Linked DNA regions of Mus musculus: region 2 is linked to region 1. Evidence: chromatin contacts called from public Hi-C data. All regions are on one chromosome and are shown on one strand. The core of a region is the stretch at or near the end of the contact, and the rest is flanking DNA. Distances in the headings are between cores, read along the strand shown.

The links. A called contact is a pair of places that touch in the nucleus more often than the background predicts.
Region 2: a Hi-C map of bone marrow-derived macrophages shows a contact between it and region 1, with 23 read pairs. The contact joins the promoter of Ahr here to the enhancer-like site in region 1. A contact is called at or near these places in 1 of 39 promoter capture datasets (macrophages), 1 of 15 datasets of contacts at CTCF or cohesin (the NIH/3T3 cell line), 2 of 484 Hi-C or Micro-C datasets (bone marrow-derived macrophages and muscle stem cells), 1 of 115 datasets of contacts at active chromatin or transcription factors (bone marrow-derived macrophages) and 1 of 9 other capture datasets (adipose tissue).

Annotation. Positions count from the first base shown.
Region 1 is chr12:35,264,863-35,271,566 of GRCm38.p6, reverse strand. No RefSeq gene overlaps it. Among named protein-coding and RNA genes, the nearest start is that of Mir680-3, 73 kb to the right of the region's middle. Within about 2 kb of position 4,351, at least 20 of the 459 cell types and tissues checked have an H3K27ac peak or open chromatin away from gene starts, as enhancers often do. A contact at or near this core is called in bone marrow-derived macrophages and muscle stem cells, where this site is marked.
Region 2 is chr12:35,532,927-35,540,033 of GRCm38.p6, reverse strand. It overlaps Ahr (aryl-hydrocarbon receptor), which reads left to right and starts at 5,045. Exons shown (of 11, transcript NM_013464.4): 1 at 5,045-5,472. The coding sequence starts at 5,411.

The DNA of each region.
Region 1 (6,704 bases), core at 3,102-5,601:
TTCATTTTATTTTATTAGGTATTTTCTTCATTTACATTTCCAATGCTATCCCAAAAGTCCCCCATACCCTCCTCCCACTCCCCTACCCACCCACTCCCACTTTTTGGCCCTGGCGTTCCCCTGTACTGGGGCATATAAAGTTTGCAAGTCCAATGGGCCTCTTTTTCCATTGATGGCCGACTAGGCCATCTTTTGATACATATGCAGCTAGAGTCAAGAGCTCCGGGGTACTGGTTAGTTCATATTGTTGTTCCACCTATAGGGTTGCAGATCCCTTTAGCTCCTTGGGTACTTTCTCTAGCTCCTCAATTGGGGACCCTGTGATCCATCCAAAAGCTGACTGTGAGCATCCACTTCTGTGCTTGCTAGGCCCCGGCATAGCCTCACAAGAGACAGCTATATCTGGGTCCTTTCAGCAAAATCTTGCTATTGTATACAATGGTGTCAGCGTTTGGAGTACTACTCAGCTATTAAAAACAACAAGGTCATGAAATTCTTAGGCAGATGGTTGGAACTAGAAAATATCATCCTGAGTGAGGTAACTCAATCACAAAAGAACACACATGGTATGAATTCATTGATAAGTAGATATTAACCCAAAAGCTCAGAATGCCCAAGATACAATTCAAAGACCACATGAAGCTCACGAAGAAGGAAGATCAAAGTCTGGATACTTCAGTCCTTCTTAGAAGGGAGATTGAAATACCCATGGGAGGAGATACAGAGACAAAGTGTGGAGCAGAAACTGAAAGAAAGGTCATCCAGAGTCTGTCCCATTTGGGGATCCATCCCATATACAGTTACCAAACCCAAACACTCTTGTGGATGCCAACAAGTGCTTGCTGACAGAAGCCTGCTATAGCTGTCTCCTGAGAGGCTCTGCCAGTGCCTAACAAATATAGAAGTGAGTGCTCACAGCCATCCATTGAACTGAGCACAGGGTCCCCAATGGAGGAGCTAGAGAAAGGACCCAAGGAGTTGAAGGAGCTTGCAGCCCAAGAGGAGGAACAATATGCACCCACCCGTACCCCCAGAGCTCACAAGGACTAAACCAACAACCAAAGAGTACACATGCATTTGTAGCAGAGGATGGCCTTGTGGGACATCAATGAGAGGAGAGGCCCTTGGTCCTGTGGAGGCTCGATGTCCCAGTGTAGGGGAATGCCAGGACAGGAAAGCAGGAGTACGTGGGTTAGTGAGCTAGGCAAGGGGGAACCAGATTGATGGGTGGGGTTGGAAGGGATAGGAGGAAAGGTATAACATTTGAAATGTAAATAAAGAAAATATCTAATTAAAATATCTTAATTCCCCAAGAAGTTAATAGGTTCATGAACAGAATCAACCGTTTCCAAAAGAAGAAATACAAATGGCCAATATAAGCTTGAAAAAAAAAAATGCACTATCAGGGAAATTCAAATTAAAACCACTCTGAGCTTCATGTCATCCCAGTTAGAATAAACTTAGTGCTTTTTACATCAAACACATGGGAACATTTTGTCTAGGATACCAAGAGGAGGAACAATATGAACCCACCCGTACTCCCAGAGCTCACAAGTTTCATTTGGTAGCTCTATTGGCTTCCCGTTGTTATGACAAAAGTCCCAAAATAAACTTAAATCAGCAAAGATTTATTTGGGCTCCTATAGGATCCCTGAGAGTTTGAGGCCAGCCTGATCTACAATAGTGAGACCCTGTCTCAAAAACCCAAAGCAAAGTGACAATAATAAAATAAATGAAAAATTAATTGATAGAAACTAGGCTGAAAAGATTTCATATTATGTAATTCCCTGTTGTTTAGATTTAAAGACAAGGCAAAATTATGGTAATCAAAAGCAAGAGAGTGTTTACTGAGAACTGGGTGTGAGAAGGAGGAAGTTGAGTGCAAAGGGATAAAGGAAGTTGTCAGTCACAGATGTGTGTTGTGTAACACATACTGCTAGCATTTAAGCCACAATATGTATATCTCAAAACTCCAGTCCAATAATTAGAGCTTATGATTGTATGCCTTTATATTCCAATAAAGCTTATTGAATCAGTGACCTTTTGGGAAAATAATTCCTGAACACCTGTTTTTGAGAAAGCTGTGAGCAAGCATAGCCTTTGCTCTTGAGAAAGTCAGTCAGTGTACATGGGGAGTGGGAGATGGTAGGTCACAAACAAATACTAGTAAATCAGAAAATATCAGAAAACCATAAATACTGAGGGAAGAATAAAACAGTTCACTCCAGCTAGGAGAAAATGACCTTGAAAACACAAATGCAGTAGCCATCAGCCCTCTGAGTCATCTTTGCAATGATGTGTTGCTTGGGTGGAAAATGGCCACTGTTCCTACCTACGTGGGTAAATGGTTCTTCAAACCTACTAGGGAACTACTTGGAGGTCCCATGTTAGGAAGTCATCTTCAAACAGAATTGATCCCTGCTTCCATGTGACTTTATGCTTGATTATATATAGCTAATGAGTAGTGTTTGGTCTTTCCAGAATCATCACATTTGTAAGTTATTGAAATGTGCATATATTGATAAACATACATGTAGGTTGTGCATTATACTTGGTACTCTGCCATGGAAGTAGAGTTCCAAATCTAACTTCAGTCTGTGAAGAAAGCTGTTTGTGAAGGCATTTGCTAAAGAATGTCTAGGAAGACAACTCAGACAGCTTGAAACACATTGTGATAAACCAGAAGCAACAGACCGGTGAGAAAGAGCCTATCTAAAATAAAGCTACTAATTTGCTTGTTGTTGTTGTTTGTTTTTTTAAGTAAAAGGGTTACACTAGGCATAGTGGCACATGCCTGAAATTCCAGCTCTTGGGAGGTAGAAGCAGGAAGATCAAGAGTTCAAGGCCAGCCTCAACTGCATAACAAACTCAAATCCAAGCCCTTAAAATGTACCACAGCAGAGGGAACTCTGAGGAAAGTGTGACTGGGAAATGATGAGGCGTCAGTACAAGCTCACCCACTGTAACAAGCCAAACATCCTGACTTGGAAGATTTATTCTGATAGCGATGGGTATTCTGCATGACAGGGTGTCATATGACTATCTCTATATTTTCTTTGAATTGCATAGAAAATTAAAACTACTAGTTATAAAAAAAATCGTTTTAAATTTATGAAAGAATAAAACTTTTCTCCTCAAGTCTGTGGGGTATGATGTACTATGTGGTGTAGCTAGGAGCTCCACAGACTACACTGAAAGCAAGACAAGTACACAGAAGACAAAGATTCTCAGTACAACCCAGTACACTCTGCAGGAGAGAGATTCTAGTTAAGATGGGGTGCTCTTAACCAAGTGAGTCATTTAAGGGCAGCTCTGCATTCTGCAGCCAGATGGAGCCAAAATTAATCCCAGGTCGAGGAAAAGCGGGAGCCAAGACATGAGGTCCAGTTACTGTGAATTTGGGACCAGACTGTGGGGGTTACTGGTGACTTCTCCTCAGGGTCCAGTTCTCTAAACTCATAACTTATCTGGGACAATGGGCTGTTTTTCTCACTGCCAAGAACAACTCTTCCTAAACAGTGAGCTGGGTTTTTTTTTTTTTAAATCATGGTTTGGATATTTTAACATAATTTTCTGGCATATCATTAATTGATTGTAATACATTGCTCTGTGGTTTCCATCTATTTGAATGCTAATTGTACTAAAAGTAAGAAAAAGAAGAAAAATGCCTAACTATGCAGGATCATTACATTGAAGGAGGGAACTTGGAAAGTTACAGGTTAGCACATAATAATAAAGAATTTAAAGAGGGGAGAGAGATGAAGTGTCTAATTTATGATTATTTGAAATCTTACAGATCATTAGAATACATACTAATTTAATCGTGAAAATTTCAATGCAGGTACCATTATGTTCTCCTCTTTAGATGTGAGGAAACTGAGACACAGAGTAAAGACTTGTCCCATCAACAGCAAAGCCAGGACTGGCTCTCTGCCTGGTGGATGTAGACTTATGTATCTGGTTATTAACCACTGCTTTCTAGCCCTCCCAATGCAGACACCAGCTGAGTCAAAGGCAGAATGGAGGTTCCAGATTCCAAATTCTCAGTCCTTTCCGCCACAAAGTATCTGTTTATCCTCAGCCTGTGCAGGATTTCATCACCGCATCTCTGAGGCAGCTGGCTATCTTTGTAACAGAATTCTTCTTCCTTTACTCCTCACAATTTAGAGTGGTGTTCCCCGGTTTCACAGATGGAAAATTTTCTCCCAACTACACTCATTTTACAAACCACTACAACCAAAGCACCAGGGGTTAAAACCACAACAAAAAAAGCCTCAGCAACATGCATCTCTTCCACAAGGAGGGAGAGAGAATGCCAGCCGCCAGCCACCAGCCACATGTGACTTCTGCTTTCCTTTGTCCTGACAATGAGTAGCTAGAAGGCAAGCTGACAGCAGGCATCTGTGCAACTCATTTTCAGAACAAACACTGGGTACGGGTTAACTTTATGACCATCTCCCTGTTGAGGGGGCCAATGCTAAGGAAGACAGGAGACCTTCGGCACATTCCTTGCTGGAGCCTGCTGTTTCATCCTTGCTTAACAGGATATTGAAGAGAATGCTTCCTGGAATGGGTATCTAGGCTCTATAGTTGAAAAGAGTAGTATTAATATTTAGAGAAAATACCGCCATCTGTCATGACTTAAGAGGCAGCAAATGCAAGATTCCTACAGTCAGTCTCAGCAAAAAGGAACTGTCTCAGCCTTAACTGGACTCCAACATCAGCCCGGGGCTTGCCACACTACCGATACCTGGGGCCTGCCTCCCTGAGAGATCTTTAGCTCATCTCTGATGCCATCTTGGGAAATGTGATACTTTTGAGCATCCCAGTTCAATCACAGGAATGATTGCAAGGATTACTTGGAAAAGGGAAGAGGGTGGGAAACATGGAAGGCTGTGTTGGTATTCTTCTCTGGATGGTTTGATAACTAGGAAGGCATTTTGGGTTCCAGGAGGAATTTCTACAAGGAAGGATGCTATCTGCAGTTATCAACAGCCATGGGGCTAAAAGGAATGGGAGTATATGGAAAGGGAAGCTATGTTCCTAAAACCTAAGTGGACTGTGCAGAAGTTCACTGTTTTCTGCTGCTTTCCATGGTCATTTATGCAAGCAGGCTGCTTACCAGGGGCTGACCAAACTCTAGTTAGTGGCTGCAAGAGGCTATAGCTGAAAGACTGTTTGTGGAGCCAACATACAATAGCCAGTAGAAGTTAAATCATTGAAGTGTCCTAACTTATATTTGACATATCATATAGGTCATTTGTATTCCAGCTTTCCTGGTTGCAGGCAGTTTACTGAGCAGGACTCAGGCACTGTCCTCACACACTCTCTTTAATTCCTCCTTATCCATTTAAGAGAAGAGAGTTTGAAAAATCCACATCCTCAACTTCACTTCAGTTTTATGCCTCAAATATTATTCAGTTCTGATTCAGGATCCCATGCTTGCCCAGTTGAACCGTAAAATTTGTAATTACAGAATTATAAAGTAAAGGAAGTGTTTGGGAAACAGAACTCATGTTTGTCTGTAACTTGGGATGTGCTTGGCAGAGACAGGACTTATTTTATTTCCGTATCAAGCCTGTTACTGTCAGGGAAGAAAATGAGCTGCATGAATCACAGCTTTCATGCTTACTGAATTGGGTCCCATCTTTCAAAGTATTTTAATAAGCCTGCTTCCTCCTAAAATGCTTTTGCTGTCCCCAACATTAGGTAAGAAGACAGCAAGGAAAATCCATCATTTCCCAGCAGCTAAGCTGGAATCCAGGCTTCAATTCCTAGCTACCTACTCCCGCAGGCCTTGGCTCTGCATCCGGTGCTTCCTGTGAGCTTTGCCCTTCTCTGCCAGGTTCACATGTCTTCACCTTCCAGTCAGCTAAAATGCCAGGCCTAATATGTACTAAGGTCAAAGAGGAAGCCACATCGGAACAAAAGATAACTCTGAAGGTTTGGTAGATGTTAAAATACTCTTGGTATAAGTTAACTTGGTATAAGTTAAGTTTGATTTAATAAAAAGCATGTGAGCACTAACATCTTTAAACAGAATTCACTGGTCCTGAAGTATAAAGCAAGCCCACTTAGCAGGAAACAGTCTGCCAACTCGCAGATATTTAAGCATCTGAGAGTCTCTGTGTATTAGGTTAAAGAAGCCACTGAGTGCAGTTCAGGCCCTGCCTCTGGAGTCCAGACAATGGACTCCTGGGAAGAGCTCCCCTAAAGACCTTGAACTTTGTTACTATGACATCAGTTCGCTCTCTGCTGTTTGAAACAGAAAGGACTAAACTGTGTTTTTCTAAAAACTGATCCTCCACAAAACTTCTACAGCTTGAGATAACAGAGTCCAGAGTGGAAGTCAGATTCAACTCAAGTCAGCTCCACCCATAGCACTAAGAATTTGGTTGTCCAGCACAACCTCAAAATGGCCTCCAAAACCAATGAGGGCCTCAGAGGGTTATTCTGAGATTATGCCCCAGGTCAGTGCTTTGATCTAGAAACTCGCAAGCATTCATTTGTTTTTCTGATCACACATTCTTCACAGGAGGAAGTTGTGCCATCAATGTTCCATGGGAAAAAAAAAAGAAAGAAAAAGCAAGAAAACATGGTTATAGTGAAGGGTAGAGGGAATTTGGAGGTAGAAAGGGCAATTGTATTAACATCTGATTCCATACAAGTGGAAGAGTTTTGGGAAATCCTGCTACTTGAGGTCT
Region 2 (7,107 bases), core at 3,796-6,295, 270 kb before region 1:
TCTAACCTATACTCACAGAATTCTTTAACCTCTGTTAATTCTTTATTTGTACTTCTAACTATGACATTGTAGTAAAATAGCCAAGTTATTAAAGAAGAAATTAAGCATTTAGAAAAGGCTGAGACCTATAACTGTGTGTTAGTCTTCCATGTTGACAAGTAATGTATAAACTCATTATATTATGAAATAAATTAAAGCATACTAGAGATGAATAAACATACTCTTTGAGCTGAAATTGGATTGACAAGACCTAGAATATAAATTTGGCTCCTTGGGACTGAGGTTTCTGACTTTCTAAATAAAGAATTTCACTATGTCAGGACCCACACATTCTCTTTTTTGATATTTTTAGTGTATGTGTAAGTTTTTTATGCTTTTCAGGCAAAAGAAATAGCACTTTCACTTATTAAGTAGATAGGCTCAAACTTATATATGGTTAACAATTTGAAGCCTAATACCTTAGAAGCTATTTAGAACTATAGACATACATTATACGTTTTGTTTCATTTTTAGTGGGACATTCATATATGTGGTGTTTTGCTTATAATCGCCCAGGAAACATCTTTGTGTTTCACAATATTTTCCTCATCTTTGCATTTTATGATAGCAAATTATAGAAACTCAGCCTTAAAACAATATTGCAAGAGGAATGGAATAGTGAAATGTAGGAGTTCAGACTCTCTCAAATTAGTAGTATGCATGGTTTCCAAGTGATGTCACTGTGTTGGGCTTCAAATTTTGAATAGTCATCACAGTTGATCTTTGCTTTTGTCACTTAGGCCACCTCAGTTCAGTTTGGAAGGCAAGGACTATGATCCTTTAAAAAAAAAGGAGAAGTGTGATGTCAGTAGTTTTGAGGGCAGGTGGTTTATAGCTGCAGAAGTGAAGAGGAGGAAAAAGAGTAAATATTGCAAATGTTGTTCTGCTTGAAATAGCCTTCCTTCCACTCTACACCCACAAAAGCCCATTCCTACTGCAAGGCTCCGCTCGGCTGCCTCAGAGTGACCTCCCCTAGCAGATCAAGCACATCTGTGACACATTCCACGACATTCCTCACAGCATGAGTCACAAATGCAATTACACATTTACCTATGCAACTACCTGATGAACTGTTCTCTCTTCTATTACAAAGCAGGCTCTATTATGGAGCCTGTCTGTTATCACTAGTGTATCATGACATGTCTGGTTTCTTGTGGAAATTAAATATCACAGTGACGAGGATGTTAGCTTAATATTATTTTAATTATTTTTCATTCTATTGAATTTCTTTATTTATAGTATGACTAAAACATACTGTTTTCATACTGAGTAAAGTAGTTGGGTGTTAATGGACTGTTATAAACCAATTATTGCATGTAAAATATCATGTTACTTCAACCCAGAAAACTAAACATCTTTGTGGATGGTCACAAGTGACAAGTTGCAGGTCATGTTCTGCAGTGGTAATCTGAAGCCTTGTTTTGTACAAAGTGTCAATAGTGTCGTGTAGTTGTCTGTAATAGCCCACATTAGAGACTAGCTTTGTTAGCACACTAACTCATAAGTGAAGTTTTTGCTGCCATTACTGAAATGAAATGAATTTCTAAAATTTCACTGTGAACATTAGACTGTTAGTCTTGGCTATACAAAGATTTATTGCCTAAGAGTGGATATGAGGACATAAATGATGTGACTCATAAATAATATTTTAACCAGACACAGAAGTATGATAGGAAAAGAGCTACCATTTAAAAAAGAGATGAAAACAAACAAACAAACAACAACCCACCAAGAGTTTAGCTCATTTAGTACAACCCTTTACTGTGGAGGAGCTCTGACTTTATCCACTCTGTTCTGATGGACTGTGTTAATGTGTTTTACATTTCTGGTTGCTATGCTAAGAGGAAATTGTTCTTTTCCACTCAATGCATGTTGGGATAGAATGATCATGTGTCCCATCTGTTCCATCTATGCAGAAAAGGAGATGGAAGAAAAGGAGACGTGGAGATGTTTGGCCTGTACTTCTGGATTTGCTGATCAGTGTAAATGGTCTTCTTTAGAAATTTGTTTTATTTAATTATTCATTCATTTATTTTACTTATTTATTGCCTTAAGTAAAAGGCAACTCTCAGCAGGATTATCACTTCCTGCATGTTCATCCCACAGTTCTGAGTTATTTTTCAGGGATTTATACACTGGAAACAAAACACTGATTCCCACTTTCCTGTTGTCATTTCCAAGATCATTTCTAATGTATATATTTCTAAAATGAAATTAAAATGAAATCTACCAATCACAGGGCATACACATTCTTCTATAGCTAAGGCTAAATGCTCTTTCATTTTATTTCCACTGTAAATTTTACTAGTCTACTCAGTGTAACTCATCTATCCTTTCTCCCCTAACTTACATGGCACTCAACCCCAAACTGTTGGATCACCTGGAAGACCTTATTAAAGGACTCAGTAAAGACATTCTGTGCAAGTCCCCCCATTTCAGAAAAAAAAAAAATCATACTTAGGCTAATAATATTGGTGCTTAGACTGGCTTTGAACTTGTAGACTCCTTCCTGACTCAGCACACTATGTGCCGGGATTGCAGGTGGGAACCATGAAGCCCTATAGAAGCTATGGGGGACTTTACAAAGCAAAGCCCCTCAAGAACTGCTCTCGTTGTTAGCAAGTCCACCACAGCCCTGATCTCATTTCTGCTTGGGCACTTTCTCTGCTTTTCTATAAGTATCTATTGTTACTTATCACCTTTGTCTTTTTTTTTCCTCACAAAGTCAATGACCTCTTCATCTTTTGTAAAGAAGTAGAACAACCCCACTCATCACTCCCATTAAATCAACACTACATTATTATTAATTAGTAATTAACAATGGGGCCTCGCAAAATAGTTCACACTAGTCAGTGAATCTTTGTTCTCTTTTCTCGGCCTTCCTTGTTGAAATAACGGGGCCATTTTTCACCTTCCACTCCACCGGTGGACCCAGCTCTCGGGGTGGGGGGTGGGGGGTGGGGAGTGGGGGTGGGGCTCTTGAGCTTTCCAGGTTTTAGTCCTGGCAGTTCTTTTGCAGTACCCACAGGGCATCACCACACTCTCTTTTTTGTCCAATAGCAAACAGCTTCTCGATCACAGTTCCAGTTTCTACCTCACAGGTTGCCCCATTTACCATCTTTCCTTAGATGTCCTAAATCTATTTCAAACCTAAGAAGCATGAGGCCAGCTTTATAATTTCTTTCTGGTGATTCATGCCATTGTTACCCAGCTGGAAACATAGTTGAGAAAACTATCAATTTTAACTCTTAAATTTGTTTCTAATATTAGCACACAAAGCGATGGGCTTAATGAAATGTATGAATTACCATGCTCCCATTCTGCTGGACGCCCCCCCCCCATTCCTTCCCCCACTCCTGCTGCTCTGCTTGCTCCCACAGGATCCCCTCTTCTCCTTCTGTGTCATGTGTATTCTCCTGCCCTTTCTCTTCTCACCTCCAACCCAAGAGCTCCTTTTTCCACTCTCATGATCGCTTTCCTAGTTTCAACATGTGTAAAAATCAAAATCTAGAGCATACATCTAGAGAAAACATGGTATTTGCCTTCTGTGTCTGCCATGCTTAACACGGCAGCCTCCAGTTCCACTTGTTTACCTGCAAATGCCATGATTTCAGTTTTATTCAGAGTCCCATAAAATGCCATTGTGTAGACGCACTACATTTTATTTATCCATCCATAGGTTGATGTGAATCTAGTCTGGGTCCACTTCTCACTTGTTTTGAATGAAGGGCTATCAGGTATGTGCGCAGGAGAATAGCAGGTCATCTTGTGGATCTGTTTTTAATTTGTTGAGAAACTCTATACAGAGTTCCACAGTGGCTGGACCAGTTTACAACCACCCACAGTGATGCGGGTTCTTCTTCCTCCACAGCCTGGGCACCATTTGTTGTTCTTAGTTTTCTCGCTATCCTTTTCCTTGCTGTTGTGTATCCTCTCTTCTGATCTCTTTCTCAAATCTATAAAACACATCAGACTTCATCTCTATCTCTTCATGTCCAGCATCACCTACCTGACTCCCAAAATTCACTTCTCTGCCTCTATTCTTTGGTGGTTAACAGCGACCTTCCCTCTTCCTTTATCATCTCTGCTGTCTCTTTTCTCTCATCCCCATGGCTGTGCCATTGGTCTTGCAGCTGGTCGATTTCATCAATTTCCCAGCGATTCTCTCTTCCATCTGTTTTGTTCCTGAGTAACAGAATTTCCACCTTTTCCCACAGTGACTTTCCCAAGAAAGATGGAACATCATCTTCCAAATTACGCCTTTAAAAGCTCTCTGTTGTCTGCAGAATGAGACCCAATTTCTTCATTAAATCTTTATGATTTGTTCCTAGATTATCTTTTTTTTTTTTTTTCTTTTTCCTCCCATCAGCTCTACCGTACTACTAACAGAAACTCAGGTCTCTGGTCATAGTCTCAGTACCTACCCTCCAATTTCTCATGCTCTCAGCACTCCTGTGCTTCTTTCCTTCTCATCTTCCTGAAGTCTGATGGAGGAAACGATGTTTTATTGTCTTCTGTAGACATAAAATAAATGTGGGAGGGAAAAGGATTATAAAACTCGTAGCCTTCAAGACAACTAACTTTGCAGGGCATTTTTGAAGTTTTCCCCTTAGAATGCTCTCCAGTCGCAGTTATTTATCTACCAGCTCAATGTAAAATCTTTGTCAAAAATTAGATGACTCAACTCTAGGATGAGCTAAGCTCTTTGCCTGGTAAATCTTGATGTCTGGGTTACAAGGAATTTGCCTAGGCATAATGTGGCCTCACACCCCTTTTGAGGCTGGAAAACAGGTACTGGGCGAACACCACCCCACCCCCAGAACCTCGGACTGCAAGAAGTGTTGGGAGTCACTACGTCCTGCGTCATCACGTGCTGCGAAGAGGGTGGGGCCCTCCTGGGAACCGTGAGGGGCGGGGCCGAGCAGGTGGGGCGGGGCTGGAGCCCGGGGCGGAGCTGCGCGGGGTCGCGGCTGCGGAGGAGCGGGCTCGCGGCGGGCGGCAGCGTGTGTGTGCGCTCCCTTTGACGCTCGGTGCCCCACGCGTGTCCCGGAGAGGCTCAGCCCGGAGCGACCCGGAGGACGAACTGGTGGACGGACTCGGGGGTGGCTGCCAGGCAGGGTTGTGAGCGACGCCGCGGCACAGCGCGGGAGCCGGGAAGCCCTAGAGCACTGCGGCCCCTCCTGACCCTCGGGACCGGGCGCGGCTAGCGTGCGGGTTTCTCCTCCGCGGCCAGCTCGGGCAGCCCGAGTCTCCTCTGTCGCCCGCACCTGCGCGTCGCGGTCGTCCCGCCCTCGGCGGCGGCTCACCTGGGCGCAGCGCGGGCAGGGCGCCGCCTCCGGGACGCAGGTGGAGCGGGCAGGGCGCGGGCACCATGAGCAGCGGCGCCAACATCACCTATGCCAGCCGCAAGCGGCGCAAGCCGGTGCAGAAAACGTGAGTGACGGCGGGCAGGCGCGCTCCGAGGGTGCGGGAGGTCCCCACGCGTGCCGCCATCCAGGAGCTGAGTCTCAACCAATGCGTTAAAAAAAAAAAAATCCTGCTTTCAGGCACCTGCACCTTTACTGCTCAGCGACCTTCCCTGGCTGGTTCGTTGACAGCTCTGACCTACCTAGTGCCGCTCTAGCTTAGTTAGTTAAGCTTGCCTGGAAATCCTCCACTCTAGATCTCCGCTGCCGTGAGCTTTAGGGGACACGGAGGATAAGTAGACAGCTCACTGAGGTGAGATGTTGGGCAGAGCTAAACACGTGTTGTCTTGAAGGAGGGGACCTGTGCCTTTGAAGGAATGTCTTTCTGTTCTTAGCGCCTAGCTTTCTGTTTTGCTCTCTCATTTACTTCCTAGGCAGCAGTTCTGCAGGGCTCGGTGTAGGCGCAGAATTGATAGCAGGTTGGAGTGTGCAGTGGACAGGTGCCCTGGCAGCTTGGTGGCATTCTTAGCCACTCTTTGGTGCAGTTTTCTTCCTCCTTTTGGAGTGCTTTTGGGTCTGTAAAATTTTAAATCATTAAGAAGAGGAAAAAGAACTAGACTGACTTCTAAGTTATTTCTACTCTCTACCTGTAGTTCATTTCCCCTTGCTTTTTTTTTTTTTTTTTTTTTTTTTTTTTTTTTTTTTTTGCCAATTCTGACAGAGATTACAGGCTTTGGTCTTTATTTCCATGGGCTATTTGTATGAGATGGGAGATTTTTTTTCCCCCCTCAGAAAAGAGATTCATGATTGAGACAGGGTTCCATTTAGGAGTTGTCTGTATTGATGCATTCATTCATAATTACCTTGGAGTTTCCACATCTCACCATTTGTTATTTTTTTAAAAAAATAAATTATTTTAGGAACACTTTCAGGCAATCAGTAGTGTGTGTTTTGCTTGAAACATGACAGCTATCACCAAGTGAACCAAAAAAAGAAAACAAAAACAACAAAAAAACCAACTTAAGATTTATACACTGTTTACAAATAGTTACTAGCTTAGAAGTTGGGTTATTTGTGGATTTTAATTCCCCTTAAGAATTTCAACTGTCCTAGTTCCTCAAATCTTGACTTACAAATTAATATTGAGAGGAGATGTCCATGTGTAAATAGTTTGATCAGAATTTGGAAGTTTTATGGTTGGTACACTTTAAAGGACGCAAATGTCGTTGACTCAGCAGTTTTCTACCCCGGCAGTTCTTTGGACCCTGGCTTTCAGTGCTTTAGTATTTTGTAGGACGGTTTCTTTTTGTTAAAACATGTTTGCTCAATTTGACTTTGTTCCTGGCAGTTACAGTTTCCGAGGCTTTCAAGTGCTTGTTCCCTGTTTTCATTAATAGTAATACTAACTCAGTATGAGATGAAAAATCTCAGGTATTATGTACATGGGCATAAAACTTGGAGCTCCGCTTGAGTGTCTAAGTCTAAGTAACTGATTTTCCTTATGTTATTTAAGGACATAAACTGCTTTCTATACAAAGGTCACCATCTTAAATGTTATTCATTATAACGGCGAGTGCTCTTAGTTTCTAGTTAATATAGAGAGCTTCCTTTTTAACACGACAACACTTCCTTTTAGATTAAGTTACACCTTTTATTATATTGT